3 separate regions of the Mus musculus genome follow, and all the other regions are linked to region 3. A link is a contact called in public Hi-C and promoter capture Hi-C data. All regions are on one chromosome and are shown on one strand. The core of a region is the stretch at or near the end of the contact, and the rest is flanking DNA. Distances in the headings are between cores, read along the strand shown. Region 1 has its middle 9.2 kb from the start of Mir3080. Region 2 overlaps Tcf20 (transcription factor 20). Region 3 holds the start of Tcf20 (transcription factor 20).

Region 1 (2,700 bases), core at 195-2,694, 56 kb after region 3:
ATTCTCCAGTTTTACTGTCTCCTGGCTCCAACTTTTTTTGAAAAAAAGATTTATGTATTTTGATGTGCACTGGTCTGCCTGCATGTCTATGTGAGTGAGCCAGGTTCTCTGGAACTGGAGTTACTACAGACTGTCATCGGCTGCTATGTGGTTGCTGGGAATTGATCTCAGGTCCTGTGGAAGAGCACTCTGTGCTTTTAACCGCTGAGCCATCTCTCCAGCCCATTTTATGGTCTCTAAAATAACAATCGTTACTTATAGCATTAATTATTGAACTGTGTATCATCTACTTCCACCCTTTTCCCCCCAAATCCAGGAGTATAAGGGTTCAGGTATACCCCTCCTTTTGTTGTTTGGGGTTCATTTGACACAGGGTCTCATATCTCCCGGGTTGGCTTTGAACTTGCTCTGTTGCCAAAGATGACTTTGAACTCTTCATCCTCCTGCCTCTGCCTCCCAAGTGCTAGAATTACAGAGCTAGGCCACTATGCCTTACTTCAGAATGTCTTGATTCCTGCTATACTAACTGTACCTCCACAGTGTGCAAAACAGTGCCAAGCACATAGAAGGTGCTCAGTGAATATTCACAATGGGATAAGAATCTCCAGATAAGGCCTGGAAAGATGGCTTGGAGGTTAAGAGTGCATGCTGCTCTTGCATATGGCCAAGATTCAGTTCCTGGGACTGGGCAACTCCGGGGCATCTGACACCTTCTGTTAGCCTTGGGGGCATCTACACCCACTTCGTGCTCATACACACATTTCAGGCAATCGTGCCTCGTGCATGCCGTACACGCGCGCACAATAAAAACGAGTAACTCTTAAAACAATCCTCAGGTGGTGACATTAAGTGCGCAGGGTGGAATGGCGATGCTCCAATGCCTGTGTGCAGCTCCCCCTCCTAGGAGACAGCCCGCTTGGGCTGTTAACCCAACCCCAACCCCCACCCTGCAGCAGCAGAACTGAGGAAGGGCACCTCAGGGGCTTCCCTCCCACTCAGTAGTCAGGAAGCTACTCCCCAGTGCAACGGGGCTTCTTGGACCAGCAGGGAGAACTTGGGCAGTTTTCTGGCTCACTGCTCATTCTTTTGCTGTTTGGTGACACAGAGAGGCTCCTGCGAGTCTAATGCTCCCTCAGATGTAACCTAGAATTCCCCCTTCTAGTAGAGCCTAGTAGGACTTCTCCAGCCCACCCACCCTCTAAATTGGAGGGAGGGGCTTCTCAGCTAAGCCCCAGGATGTCATGTGGGGGCTGAGCTCCCCGCCCCTCGCGTGCGCATGGCACTCCCCCGCTACAGTTTACAAAGTGCGTTCACAGACATTATCACGTCGGCTCCTAAACGCCCCCTAAAAACCACAATAAATCTCTCGCTCTGGCTCCGGAGCCCACCGGCTGCCGCGTAATCACTGAGCAGAGAGGCCTCAGGGCCCAGAGTCTGCCAAAGCCTCCTCGGCGCCAGCAGGGGCAGAGGGGGGATCCACGTGGGCGGGTGGCAGGTGGCGGGTGGCAGGCCCAGCTGGGGCGCTGCGGGAGAGAGGAGCAAGCCCGCCCGCCCGAGGCCCAATCCTACAAAAGCAGACTGTGCCGTCTCAACCCAGAAGCTCTCTTGGGAGAGGGGCCAGCAGCCACGGGATCTGGAGGACAGAGGCTGGTGGGCCGGGAGGCCAGGAAACACTACAGGAGACCTGGAGGCTTAGCTCTTGGGAGCATCATTGTAAATGTAGCGGAGCCATAAAAATTTTTCTGTTGGGGAGCCAGGGTTAGCTGGCCGTAGCTGGCTCTTCTCTCACCCGCTACTTTCTCCATCCCTGGATAGCTGTCCTCAGTGTGACTCTGTGGCTGGCTGTAAGGTCCTCTTAGCAGATCTCTCCAGTGACAGGAGCCCCCTCCCATGCTGTTCTCTGTCTGGGACTGTCCTGCTGCCCTGTTAAGACTCCTAACCTTTCTCAAAAGACAATTCGGAGTTCTCTATATGTTAACACCCCCCCAAAATCCAGAAGTGGCTCCTTGAACCCCTAACTGCACCTGAGTCTCCCTCTGCTCTAATCAAGTCCTGTTTCCACTCAGTTCCTTGTGCCTAGAGGGCAGCAGCTGTGTCCTCCTGCAGTGAGGTGACCCAGACAACACAGAAAGGATGCCTCCTGACGAGCCACAGAACCACAGTCAGGACGCACGGGGACAGTCAGCCCAAACTGATGACAAACCACAAGAAAGAGGCAGCAAGGCCCTGTGTTTACAGATGGGCTCCTAGCCCTGAGTAACCACACAGAGAGAGAAAAAAATTATCCCAAATGCCTGAGCAGAATCAGCCAGTGGCTGTGGTTGGGGGGCTGGGGGTGGGGGTGGTGTTTTCTTACATTTCCCTAGGTTCTCAAAGTTAGAGAAGCTCAGCTTACAAACTGTGGAAAGTTCAGGAAAGTTTAACTAAGCAAGGAGAGGGAGGGCCTGACCCACCCGCTGCGGTTGCCCTGGCAGGCTTCCTTCCTGGGCCTCTTCTCTTGGTGGCTAACTCCTGGGAGGCCTTGGCCTTGGCCTCTGGGCTGCAGGGGGTGCGGGGGGGGGGGTCAGCTGATCTAACAGAGTGGTGGCTGTGGTGTGTCATGGCAGTCAGAGAGCAGGTGGCATCGGCTCTGAGGCCTCTTGAAAGGAGGCAGTTTCTCCCATCCCCAGCCTTCACAGGCCTGGGAGAGCGGCAGGGCGG
Region 2 (2,700 bases), core at 110-2,609, 55 kb before region 3:
TTTGAATCCTGCAGCATGAGAGTTAGGACTGGGCATCATTGATGGAGTTGGACTGAGCTGGGGCATTAGCTGTAAAATTCGGTTTCTGGAACTCATGGGCACATTGCCTTGCCCACACTGGAGATTCTCACCACTCTGCATGAGAGGAGAAGGTGTAGAGCTACAGCTTGGAGACTGAACCACAGAAGCAGCTGGAGAAGGGTTAGAAATAGGGCTGAAATTCTGGTGGAACTGCATGGGAGACCTTACAGGAACCTCAGGCTGGTTGTACTGCCCAACCTGGCTTTGCAGAGGCATCTTGGTGGCAGCATTTGTGTACTGCATCACATGCTGGGGAGGATGTTGCTGCTGCTGCTGCTGTTGCTGCTGTTGCTGCGGCTGCTGTTGCTGAGGTTGTGGTTGCTGCTGTTGCTGCTGCTGCCCCTGCTGGTTTCCTGGTGGAATCTTTGCCTGTTCAAAATTTTTCATAGACTGAGGTTGATAGCTATAATTTGATTGTGTTCCATAAGCCTGTGCATTAGAACCCACATTATGCCCTTCATACTGAGATCCAGCATTCACACTGTAACTGCCATCATAGCTTTGTCCAGACTGACTGAAACGCTGTGGAGAAGGGAAGGAGGAGGAGGAAGAGGAGGAAGCAGAAGACTGGTAGTGCTGTCCAAACTGACCTACTCTTAACTGATAACCAGCAGAAGATGGCAGAGTTGAGGGCCGCTGCATTGGTTGTAGATGCGATGAGCCAGAGGCTGGCTGTCCAGTGGTTTGTGGCAGAGGCTGATGGGATTGGTAAAGCTGTTGTCTCAACTGCTGTACTTGCTGCTGCTGTTGCTGCTGCTGCTGCTGTTGCTGCTGCTGCTGCTGCTGCTGTTGTTGGCTAGAGGCCTGCTGTTGATACTGAGCACTCCCAGGAGAGAAAGGCCCTGTGTAATCCTGCTGATAATGAGACACACCACCAAGGGCAGAGTGCTGTGCTTGAAATTGGCTCACATGACCCTCACTCGCATACTGATTGCCAAAGCTGCTCCCCTGGGGAGGTCCATAGCTCTGTACAGGCCCAGAAGGCCTTCGCTGAGGAGGCTGTGGGGTTCCTGCTGCCACTGTGTCTTTGTTGCCTGCCATGTAGTAAAAATCTCCAGCTTCTTTCCTGAAACCCTGATAGCCTTGATGGCCAGAGGTCTCACTAGCCATTGCTGCCGCTGCAGCAGCTGTTCCTCGTCGACCGCTACTGCTGCTGCCAGTGCCACTACTACCACCACCTGCTCCCCCAAAATTCTGGAACATCTGGGCCTGGCGAGGGCTGAACTCTTCTATGCGGGATGAGCTGTGCACCTCCTGTGGGTAGCTCTGCTGGTTTCCGTGGTAACTGCTTTGCTCCCGAAACGACTGCATACTGTTCAGCAGCACAGCAGCAGGCCAGCAGCCCTCCTAGAAAGGGAAAAAAAGAAAAAGCATGAGACATGCATCTGCTTGACACAAAGATCAAGCCTAGATAAATAACTCAGTGACCAGATAAAGCTGATTGCTTAAATTCCATCTCCTTTTTCTATCAATTTCTAATAATGCAAGTAAGCAGATAAATGGTCTAAAGAATGAAGGAATCTGTAATACAACAAAGAAAATACTAGGAATACACAAACACATTCAATATAGTCTTTAAAAACTTCATTAGATAAATGAGTCTTACAAATTCAACTGGAGTAAATATTGGAATGTTATTACAAACAAAGACATTTTTTAAATAAATCTTTAGTTACTGTGGGGTGACAAAAGCTCTTTTAATTTAAGCTGAGGAGCCTCAGATAATGACGGAGCAGTTGTTTCAGGAGGTGTCCAAGACTACTCCAATCACTCCAAGACAAAGACCCATCCTGAGAACCAAAGCTAGTTCCTCAAAATCGCCTGCTTATGGTGACTAGTGACTCTGGGACACTCAACTTGGTATTACTATGGATTCCTTATACTGTAGTCACCTATAAGTCAGATCTGACTGCTTCTTGACATAAAATTGTCTTCAAAGTACCTCTCTTGACCACCTAATTCAGAGCCACCAAGAGCAAGAGACCACAAAAGAGTAGTTATAAGGTCCAGGACTTTGAGTCTACACATTCCAGTCCCAGTTGTGGACTGTTCTCTCCAGCCTGGTTTGGAAAGCTGGTGACCTCACTTTTATTGAAAACTAGTATTAACTTTTGTTGTCTTTCTGTCATCATCTAAGAGCATTATTCTCTCCAATGCATTCGGTTTTTGGTTTTGTTTTGTTTTTTTTTAAGATTGATTGATTGATTGATTGATTTAATATGAGTACACTGTAGCTGTCTTCAGACACTCCAGAAGAGGGCGTCAGATCCCATTACAGATGGTTGTGAGCCACTATGTTGTTGTTGGGAATTGAACTCAGGACCTCTGGGAGAGCAGTCAGTGCTCTTAACTGATGAGCTATCTCTCCAGCCCAGCACCCAGTTCTTTAAAGAACCCTCGATGCCTCAGGAAAAAACTTTCTGCTGGGATGTCTCCATGGAAGTAGAATCCTGCCATTCCCCACCTGATGTAGTCCCACCTTTCTGACATTGTCATTAGGTTATTTGTGTTGTCTGTTACACTACAGGAGAGTATGACTCCAGGTAGAGGATACAGTAACAGGTCATGAGTTTTGATTCTGGGAAAATGTTTAATGCATTAGTACAAAACCCACAACAA
Region 3 (2,700 bases), core at 120-2,619:
TCACAGTCCCGTCATAGTCTTGGTTGGGGGGCTGTCTCTGGTCACTTGCAGTAAGCAGCTGTGGGCAGAAGCAGCCTTCAGAGATCTCAGGCCACCTAGGCTAAGGGAGGAACTAAGTGTGACTCTGGCCTGGGGCAGGGGGCCAAAGAGCAAAACAGATGACCTGGGGCAAAGACTTGGAGGCAGGGGAGGTGCCTGAGCCTCCTATGGAATGAGGAGGGACTGGAAAAACTAGGGAAGAGGGGACTCCTCCCGCCATGCCGGCCTGTCTATCTCCAGCTCTTCACTGTAAAATAAATGGAAGAAGCACACACCAGACAAAAAAAAAAGGGAGGAACAAATAAAATCCCAAAACCGCCGCCCACCTTGGTGGGTCTGGGCCAAGGCCTTGGCCTGGGTCACTTGCCTCTGCTTTTCCCAGGAAACCACTGGTGCCAAATTTGCATTTACCACAAACAGAGACAACACAATGTCATAATCCTTCTCCTGTCATTCTCCCCTCTCTGCCTCCTCCCACCTCAGACACACACGCTAACACAAAATGACGGCTCCCTCGATAGACTGAATGAGCGAAGCTCTGGATCTGCCTCCTAATTGTTGGCGTTTCTCCTCGGCCTGTGCTCTATCTATGCCCGTCGCCCAACTCGCAGCAGACCACCCACTGCCCCCTCCTTTGTCCCGCATTACCACTGACAAATGGCCTGCTGGAGGTGGAAGAATATGTCAGGAAATAATAGGGGGAGTCAGCCCCTGCCCCCTCCTAAAGCTTTCTGCACCTCACTGCTGGGGTCCCGGCCACAGAGGGCGGCTGGACCAGAGGGGACAGAGACAGTAACAAGGATCTGGCCCCTGAGATCCTGACCCGGGGCCTTGCCCTTCACGCCCCTGCTGCTGCGGCTGCACTCGACCAACAGCCCCGACCACCCCTCCTCTCGCGGCCGCCCTCCTGGGCACTGCTCTGAGCATCCCCCGCGCTCCCCTCCCTCCATCGCTCTTTATGGCAGTTTCAAAGCTGCAGCCGCCACTCGAGCAGCTGCGGCCTTTGATGGGGACAAGGCAGTGAAGGCCGCCCAGGAGGCCTCTGCCTGGACTGTCCCTGGCCCGGTGGCCCCTGCACGCCCCCGGGGAGCCTGGGGCAGGCGCGGCGCAGCGCCCAGCGGGCACGCCTCACACGCCAGAGCAAACTTTCGCGACCGTGGGAGAGGCCCCGCGCACCGTTACCTTTGCAGCTGCATCCTCCCCTGGCACTTGCCCCCAAACCCCTTGACAGCCCACAGCATGCAGGCCGGCAGGAAAACAACCCCCCGCGGAGGCAGGGAGGAAGGGAAAGCGAGAAACCGGGAAGAAAAAGGAAAGGGGGCAGTTTCTCCTCTCAGTCTCAGCCTCTTCACAGCTCCTCCTGCCCAAGCAAGCAAGTGAAGTCACAGGGCCGGGGCGGTGACATCAGCTGAGCCTCTGACATCACGGCCCCTGCCGGATCACACCTCTGCAGGGTGGAGATGGAGGAGCAGCAGGGAGGAGGAATGGGTGAGGGAGAGGAGTACCAGATCCCTCCTTCGCCCTTAACTGCAGAGAGCTAGTGCCAGTGTTGGGGGGGGGGGGGGTAAGGGGAGGGGCGTGTGGCTCATCTCTAAAGAATACGTTTTATCTCTATAGATAGGGGCGATTATGTGTCTATTTATAATTGGCCCCAGAGTGGATGGCTTAAAAAGAGCCAATGCCCACCGCAGGTGGGGAATCAAAGCTTAGATCAAGGGCTGAAGGTAAGAATGCCTACTTACTCACAGTATGGCTACTGTGCACTGGTGACTGGCATCTGCACCTGGATAGTGCTCACAAAGGCCAAAGAGGATTCCATTGTACCTGGTGAGCTCAGAGAGGGGAGAACCTTCCTGAGACTACACAGCAGGAAGACAGCCACACTTGGGAGCCAGGAGTCACTAAGGAGGCAGAGAGGGCTAGCACAGAGGCTGGAGAGCCAGCTGGGCAGCCTTTAGCATCTTGAGATTTCCCAGGCTATTGGGGGGTGGCAGGCATACCTAGGACAACACACACTCACACAAAGTGGGCGTCAGTAGCAGGAGAGAGCAGTTCCAAGCTCCCCAGTCAGGGATGGCAGCAGAAGGGAGGTTGTCCTCCAACTGCACCTCTGCCTCTTACTGTCCAAGTAGGTGGACTAGCTCCGAGCAATTAAGCCCCTACTATGTACAGACCTACTACTAGGTAAATCACAGTCCCTCTATTCAACCCCATGACAATGCCTGAGAAGTAAGTACCCTTCTTCACATTCAGAAAGGAAGACTAAGGGCCAGAAAGTGGCCCCCAGGGGCTCCAGCCCCTGGTACAGGGAACCACAGTCCTGTCTCTGGCTTACAGCGTCATGGACATCATGTCATCATCGTGAACCTCCCGCTTAGGCAAGCCTTAGCCTACTGAGGCCTCCACTGTCCAAATGTCTACTTCTGCTCCTTTTTGGCAGTAGCCCCAATAGAACCCTGCAGGCCCGGTCCACCAACTCCAGAACAGCTCCATACCCTGTGCCACAGGACATCTGGGATGCCTGCTGGGTACTCTCGGCACACATAGGCATCTGAGCTTCTTTGATGATGTTTGGTGACAGCCTACTGAGTGTCAGGTCCCAAGCCCCAATTACCTTCTTCTTAACATCTAAAAACTATTTCCATTCCTCCTGACATTTCT

The links. Promoter capture Hi-C pulls out the DNA fragments that hold promoters and counts their contacts. A called contact is a pair of places that touch in the nucleus more often than the background predicts.
Region 1: a Hi-C map of cerebral cortex shows a contact between it and region 3, with 1.6 times the contacts expected there. The contact joins the enhancer-like site here to the promoter of Tcf20 in region 3. A contact is called at or near these places in 3 of 39 promoter capture datasets (the 3T3-L1 cell line, hippocampal neurons and macrophages), 12 of 484 Hi-C or Micro-C datasets (the MNK3 cell line, the MPC-11 cell line, brown adipocytes and 8 more), 6 of 115 datasets of contacts at active chromatin or transcription factors (bone marrow-derived macrophages, craniofacial prominence, embryonic basal ganglia and 2 more) and 3 of 9 other capture datasets (adipose tissue, liver and pancreatic islet).
Region 2: a promoter capture Hi-C map of hippocampal neurons shows a contact between it and region 3, with 2.5 times the contacts expected there. The contact joins the enhancer-like site here to the promoter of Tcf20 in region 3. A contact is called at or near these places in 3 of 39 promoter capture datasets (the C10 cell line, hippocampal neurons and liver), 8 of 484 Hi-C or Micro-C datasets (the AML12 cell line, CD8 T cells, bone marrow and 3 more), 5 of 115 datasets of contacts at active chromatin or transcription factors (SST interneurons, cardiomyocytes, embryonic stem cells and 1 more) and 3 of 9 other capture datasets (adipose tissue, liver and pancreatic islet).

Annotation. Positions count from the first base shown.
Region 1 is chr15:82,967,142-82,969,841 of GRCm38.p6, forward strand. It overlaps a transcript of Tcf20 not described here. Among named protein-coding and RNA genes, the nearest start is that of Mir3080, 9.2 kb to the left of the region's middle. Within about 2 kb of position 1,445, at least 86 of the 459 cell types and tissues checked have an H3K27ac peak or open chromatin away from gene starts, as enhancers often do. A contact at or near this core is called in the MNK3 cell line, cerebral cortex, cortical neurons and 1 more, where this site is marked.
Region 2 is chr15:82,855,857-82,858,556 of GRCm38.p6, forward strand. It overlaps Tcf20 (transcription factor 20), which reads right to left. Exons shown (of 5, transcript NM_013836.3): 2 at 1-1,428. The coding sequence starts at 1,392. Among named protein-coding and RNA genes, the nearest start is that of Tbrg3, 41 kb to the right of the region's middle. Within about 2 kb of position 1,360, at least 49 of the 459 cell types and tissues checked have an H3K27ac peak or open chromatin away from gene starts, as enhancers often do. A contact at or near this core is called in SST interneurons and hippocampal neurons, where this site is marked.
Region 3 is chr15:82,910,765-82,913,464 of GRCm38.p6, forward strand. It overlaps Tcf20 (transcription factor 20), which reads right to left and starts at 1,370. Exons shown (of 5, transcript NM_013836.3): 1 at 1,222-1,370.